Regions from separate parts of the Capra hircus genome. Here region 2 is linked to region 1. Evidence: chromatin contacts called from public Hi-C data. All regions are on one chromosome and are shown on one strand. The core of a region is the stretch at or near the end of the contact, and the rest is flanking DNA. Distances in the headings are between cores, read along the strand shown. Region 1 has its middle 280 kb from the start of TRNAI-AAU. Region 2 holds the start of KLF3 (Krueppel-like factor 3).

Region 1 (3,476 bases), core at 407-2,906:
CCCAGAGTAAAAGCGACCTGTCAGCACTGATTTTCCAGAACTAGTGCCTGCCCCACAGCTCCTCCCCATCTCACTCTGGGCTTGGGGCCATGCAGTGCCAAAGGTGGTGCTCCTTTTCCATCCGACTTCAAAGCCTTTGTCAAAACGAACCATAAGTTAACAGGCTCTGTCAACGTGGATGCCTCTTTGAAGGCACCTTAAGGCCAAGCGTCACCTGCTCTGTTCTGGAAGGCAGTGAAACAGAGGAAAAGCCGCACCCCTCCCCTCCTGCAGTGTACATTCTAACTCTCTTGCTACCAACTGTACAAAACCCTGTTCTCTCAGGCAGGTTTGGGACCCAGAGCAGCTCACTGTCTGGGCCTCTGTGTCTTCTCCCTCCACTTAGAAGCAAAGTTTTCAGGCCTTCAGGGACCTGCTGAGGCCCGGAGCTGGGCTCCTCCTTGGTGGCAATGGGGAAGCTTGGAGCTCCTTTCACCCAGTGGGCATAGAGGTGACTTCATTTTGCAACTCCCTGAGGCTGGTTTTCCCTTCCCTACAATTCAGTAAGCACAAATCTTTGCAGAGAAGCCTGGAGTTCTAAGCATTCGCTCAGCAGAAGGAAAAAAAACACAAAACCCACCACACCACTTTTCCAACTCAGCCCTGTTAAGGACATGGTCTCAGACATTTCCTGCCTGAGCCTCCGCGGCTTCCCTCCTCTTGCACACGTGCTCCCCCTACTGCCTGATGGGGGCAACGCAACCCTGGCTCCAGGAGACCGAGGAACGCCCCAGCCTGGCCCTGGAAGAGCCATGTTGTAAGGCTGCAGAGGGATTGCCAAAAAATGAAACAGTAGATCTTAAGAATTCTTCCATGGCTTCGGTGAAGGGCCCAAGCTAAGTCTTTACATTTCAAGAGTAAACTCTGTAATAGAGACTGAATAAACAAATGTTCCCTGAATAGAATTTTGCCAAATAAATTAAATGTAGGCTTCCCTCTAAGAGTTAAATAAATGAAAAGAGCTTTGGACTTGGATTGAGAATAGGGGACTCAGATTCAGGTTATGCTTCTTTTTTTAAAATGAGTGACCTTGGACTTTAACCGTTCTCACTCTCAGTTTCCTCATCCATTATTTGGGCATATGGCTCATCTCTTAGTGTTGTTGTGAAAAGTAAACGAAAGTGTGAACGTGTGAGAAACGTGTTTTATAACATAAAAATTTAATATGAGCCATTATTTTTTCCTTTCCAATGCAACACACACACACACCTGCCTTTTTCATACATTTCAGTGGAAATGATAGGGGAGGCAATTTAAACCCCCAAAAGGAAGTAGGACAAGGAAGCTCAGTCACAAACAGGAAGTAACAAAAATGCCATCAGAAAAAATTGGCTCAAGCAAAAGAAAAAAAAAGTCATAGGCTATGTTTTAAAGATCAAGTTAGACTTAGTTCATGATTTGGGGTGTTGCACAGCCCCCTAAATTAGAGGGTTTTCAGAGATGATTAGGCAACTCTTTTGACCTTGATTTGACCTCACAAATGGGAATTCTCCGGGGCGTTTTTTTGGATCTCTGTAGTTGGTAGGTTCCTGCCTTTTTAAGTGTAGGTCTCTCCTCCTTTTCCCCTGCGGCCCTGGGAGGGGCCCAGCGCCCTGAGCTGGGGCCCCGCCCTCGCCCGCGCCCGGAGCCGCCCTGCCTCCTCTCGGATTACTCCTCCCTTCCTGGCCTCACAAACTCGCCACATTGTAGGTTGGCTTCTGCAGGAAAAGTAAGAAAAGCACTGCAATGCCGGCGCACAAAGAAGTTTTACAGTGCTAGGGTTCAGGTCCAACTTTCCTTCCAAATTTTTGTTAAGAAGAGACAAAATCTTGGATATTTTCCTAGGAGGAAGAAAACAACAACAACTTAAAGGGAAACAAAATAACATGTCAGGACACATTGTGCTATTTATTTTCTTGTTTTTCCTCTCATTCTTGAAACTTCCCTTCAAAAATCTTAACACCTTTCTTGCCTCTTGCTTAATTTTGTGTGTTTTTAGCATAGAGAGAGAGGATTTGAAGCCTAAGGATTATAAATCAGAACCAAGGAGGAGGGCATGGCAACCCACTCTAGTATTTTTGCCTGGAGAATCCCCCTGGACAGGGCAGCCGGCTGGGCTAGAGTCCATGGGGTCGCAAAGAGTCGGACATGACTGAGGGACTAAGCACTGTATATGTCAAGCATTCCTAAAACTCATCTGTTTGCAGAATCAGGGTTCCTTTTCTGGCCCAAATGAAGAGACTGATTTCTGCCTTCTTTCCCCAGACTTTTAAAATTAAACCACTCTTGAGCAAATTGCTTGGGGAAGGTGAGATTTGGAAAGTAAGGAGATTCATGTCCATCTAAGTGACTCAAGTTTAAGGATAGTGCCATCAGTTCAATCGCTCAGTCGTGTCCGACTCTTTGGCACCCCATGGACTGCAGCACGCCAGGCCTCCCTGTCCATCACCAACTCCTAGAGTTTACTCAAACTCATGTCCATCAAGGCGGTGATGCCATCCAACCGTCTCATCCTCTGTCATCCCCTTCTCCTCCCGCCTTCAATCTTTCCCAGAATCAGGGTCTCTTCGCATCAGGTGGCCAAAATATTGTAGTATCAGCTTCAGCATCAGTCCTTCCAATGCATATTCAGGACCGATTTCCTTTAGGATGGCCTGGTGGGATCTCCTTGCAGTCCAAGGGACTCTCAGGAGTCTTCTCCAACACCGCAGTTCGAAAGCATCAGTTATTCAGCGCTCAGCCTTCTTCACAGTCCAACTCTCACATCCATATATCACTACTGGAAAAACCACAGCCTTGACTACAGGACGTTTGTTGGCAAAGTAATGTCTCTGGTTTTTAATAAAAGGATAGTGCCATAGAGACACATATTCTAAAGACTGTCCCCTGTCTTGTTGCAAGCTTAGTGTACTTTGTGGCGGCCTTCAGCTGTGCCGCAGCCTCCAGCTGTGCCTTGGCCTCCAGCTGTAGGTGTACATTTGGCAACTGTACTGTCAGGATGCTAATAATGATATTTTCAAAGTATTTTCACACTTGTGCTTCATAACAACACCGGGAGCATGGTGAAGGGATGAAATTTGCTGCTGTTACAGACGAGGAAGTGAGGAGAAGGGGGGGGAAAAGTGATTTGTCCAAGGCCACTCAATTGGTTCCCTACAAAACCCAGACTAAGAGGTCAAGATCTTCCAAATACTACACTGGTATTTAATGCCCGGTTTGGAAATTATTACCAACAGGTTCCACGGGCTCTTGTTTATGCCAAAACAAACTGTGTTCATTTTTAAACTAGGGTAGCATGAACTTTTAAATTAACTTTTTACAAATTATGTAGAGTATGTATCATTAGCAAAGGGACTTAGAGGCCCTTTTCAATAGACAGTATTTTTTTTTAATTAAAATTTCATTTTTAATAAACTTAGGGAGGGCATATTTCACTTTCATGACTGGAAAAGTCGCAG
Region 2 (3,476 bases), core at 501-3,000, 310 kb before region 1:
ACAACTGCCTTATACCCTACTTGATTTTGTTTAATAATTAGACACCAAATCTAAATGAAGTCAGAATACCACTTCACACTTTTCTCTATACACCAGACTCTTCTGAGAATATAATCAATATGTTTAAAATGTCTTGGATGACCTATCGAAAAATACATTCTGAGTTAGTAAAAAACAAATTCAGTGTACAATGTTTATTTTAGTGAAATACAAGAAGGTGAGCAATTACCAATTTCCCTTTAACCTGGCTTAGGGAAAAAAAGTCCCATTCACACGGTCTTCATCTAGTTTTATATACTGCTGTAAAAGTGGAATACTGTTCTCGCTTTTATCTGCCAGAGAAGTAGCTATGACAATTCCAGGTATTGTCTGCTATCTCCAAAGGTAGGTCCCAAGCGTCCAGGTCCAGAGATCCCTCCCTCGGCCCCCACCCGGCTCGGGGCCCTAACACTGCAGGCAGTCGCCTAAGGCGTTCTTCGCCTCCAGCCACGCTGCAATCCTTCCTCCAGACACTGCGGCAGGTTCTCTCCTTGCACCCGAGGACGACTCTCCAAACCCGGCCAGCTCTTTCCCCTGCCCTCAGGGATCCAGACGCCCTGGCCAGCTCCTGGACTCCAGGACCGAGAATGGGATGCTCCCTCCACTCCCGATCGCCCCAAGTTTCTTCCCAGAGGGCCCGCTAGGCTGCTCCAAGTTTGCTCCGGCGACGGGTGAGCGGCAGCGCGCCCGGTCCGAGAAGGGGGGCGGCAGGGGGCGCAGGCGGGGGGCGGGGAGAGGGAGGGTGCGGGAGGTGGGGGACGAGGAGGGGGAGGAGCAGGAACGCGCGGCCTCGGCGCTACCTTTCTCCAAACAACGTTGCCACACGCGGAGAACACTAAGATTTCTGGGGCTTTGGAGGGAATCGCGAGCGGGCAGGCGGGAGGCGGTCGGGGGACCACACAGGTGAGCCCCCGCCCGCGCCCTATCCCGGGCCGCGGCGGGCGCCGCTGGCCTTGCTCGTCGCTCCCGCAGATCTGCACGGCGGTTCTCCCCAATCCTACACTTTCCACCGCTGAACCCGGGGGCCCCCTCCCCCTCGCCTCCTCTTCCACCCCCGCCCCCGGCTGCGAGGAGCTGTTGCACTTTCCCAAGCCCGGGGGCGCCCCCACCTCCGCGCTGCACCCCCAGCCCATTCACCGCACGTCGCTCCCCCACCCGGGAAAAAAAAAAAAAGGAAACTGGACTAGCCGAAAAGGGGGGCAGCGGGAGTCGGGGCGAGAAGGAAAGGTGAGAGAGAGGGGACTTACTTTTCGAGGCGCGGTGCTGAGCGCTGCAGGCGAGAAATAAAGGCCCGGATCCGGGCTGCCTGGAACCCCGCGGATGCAGAGGTGTCAGCGCTCCAGTACGGGCGGCGGCCGCAGGGGACAGGGACGGGGACAGGCGCGCGTGCGGCGGGCGCGGCTCGGCTCGGCGGGCGCTCGCGCTGCGCTCCGGCTAGGGCCCGGGCTCCGCGCGGCTCCGCTCCTGGCTCCCCTCTGGCTCCTGGCACCAACTCGGGGCAGTCACATGACGCCGGCGCCGCTCGCTCTGCGAGCCTCCCAGGGCTGGCGGGGTAAGTAGAGGCTGGGACCCGGGGTGGGAGGGTCAGGGAGGGGAGAGGGAGCCGCCGCGGCCGCCCGGGCTGGGCGGGTCCCCACCCACTTGGGTGGAGGCAGCCGCCGGAGGGGTCGGCCGAGTCACTCGCGCAAACACGCACCCCGCCCTGCGCCCTTCCCCCGCCACCCCCGCCTCCCGCGCCGCCTCCGCCCCGCCCCGCCCAGTCACCCGGGGACGGCCTGACAGACACTCATTATTCCCCGGAGCCGGGCGCCGCCCCGCCGGCCCAACCTGTCCCGCGAGGCGCGGCGCGGCCGTGGGGCTGGGCGTGCGCGGCCCCAGCCCTCCGCCTCCCCCTCCCCCCCGGAGTCCCCGCCCGCGCCCCCTCCCGGCGCCCTCCGCCCTCGGCCCTGGAGCCCGCGGCCCCGCCCGGCCCGGCCCCGCCGCCGCGCCGCCGCCCGAGCCCGGGGGGAAGGAAGGGCGGCGCTGGCCGCTCCGGGCGTCACAGGGCAGCAGCCCGCTGCGCCGCTTCCAAGACACACAGCCGGGCTCGCGGGCGAGCCGAGGCGGGGGCCCTGAGGCGGTCGGGGCCATCAATCAGACGGCTCCGGCGGGAAGGGCGGCCCCGGGCGCGGTGGGAAGGGCTGGGCCCAGTGGCCAGAGCGGACAACTCTCTTAAAGAAAAACCAGAAAAAGACACCGCTGGTGTTGCAGCGGGTGGACCCGGGCAGATTCGGGAGAGACAGAGCGGCGAGAAAAGGGAGGGCAGTTGGGGTGACTGCAGCCCTAAAACGGTGCCGCGTCTCCAAGGTCATTCACCATCCTCCAGCGCGCTTTCTTTGTGCCCGGGGCGCCGGGTCCCCCTTGTCGTCCGCCCCGGGGGGGAGGTGCGGCCCGGCCGGTGGCGCCCCCGCCTCCCGGGGACTTTTCTTTGAGGGCCCGAATACCCCCGAGCAAACTTCCCACGGCCGGGCCTGCAGCTGGAGCGAAACGGCGACCGGGCGCAGAGGCGTTTGCTCAGCCGGGCTTGTCGAAAAACTTGGCAAACTTCAGATCCTCCCGCTTCGAGGGAGACCTTGGGGCGAGCCGAGGGCTAAGAGTGGCGACATTTCCTTACAAGTCGCCTCCCCAGGACCGAGGGCGAGCGTTCTCGGGGGCCTTCCCAGGAGCCAGGCCCCCGGGAGGACTTTGCAGAGCTTGGTACCCAAGTTTAATGCTTTTTGAGTTTCTTTTTAAACAGTATTAATGTAATAAAGAATGCAATAAAAAAAGAACAAAAGACAAATTGGTTCAATTGTTTTAGTCCTGTGCACTGTTTAAAAACGCCCCTGCTGCAGTCTATGGCTTGTTATTGCTTCAAGATGTTTTAAAGGCCCTTTAAGTTCACCATTTTCACTTTGATGCTTCATCCAGGCATGGTACTACTTAAAACATAGAGATACCGTATATTCGGAACCCCAGCGTGTAACTACACGATATTATAAAATTAGTACCGGGAAACCTCAAGTAGTGAAATTGCTTATTGTAAAAAAAAAATGCATATACATAAAAGACCACGTGGAAAATACCCAGAACTGACCCCAGTTTATGTGCCATCCTACTGTCCCATAAAATTAATCTTTAAAATGTAAAAGGATGAGGGTTTTTGTTTTGTTTTTCTTAGTGAATAAAGACACGTGCAAGGAAAAAAGTTGGATTTGTGTCAGTTACTAATCGCAACTTATTGATCATTGACATCATTAAAAGTCTGATCTGATGCCTTAGATTTGTATTAGCTGAAAAAACATTAGTGACGACTGATGAACTTGTTTTGCATTTCCATGCCTGGTTCATAGTTGAGACTCAAAAAACACAGGCTTCACTCAAGGGACAGAGAATGATGAAAACCTGAAGAGTGAAGT

What was found. A called contact is a pair of places that touch in the nucleus more often than the background predicts.
Region 2: a contact with region 1 is called in a Hi-C map of blood, with 2.5 times the contacts expected there. The contact joins the promoter of KLF3 here to the enhancer-like site in region 1. A contact is called at or near these places in 3 of 5 Hi-C or Micro-C datasets (blood and liver).

What each region holds. Positions count from the first base shown.
Region 1 is chr6:58,194,556-58,198,031 of ARS1.2, reverse strand. No RefSeq gene overlaps it. Among named protein-coding and RNA genes, the nearest start is that of TRNAI-AAU, 280 kb to the left of the region's middle. Within about 2 kb of position 1,656, at least 4 of the 5 cell types and tissues checked have an H3K27ac peak or open chromatin away from gene starts, as enhancers often do.
Region 2 is chr6:58,503,307-58,506,782 of ARS1.2, reverse strand. KLF3 (Krueppel-like factor 3) reads right to left here and starts at 1,750. Exons shown (of 6, transcript XM_005681503.3): 1 at 1,287-1,750.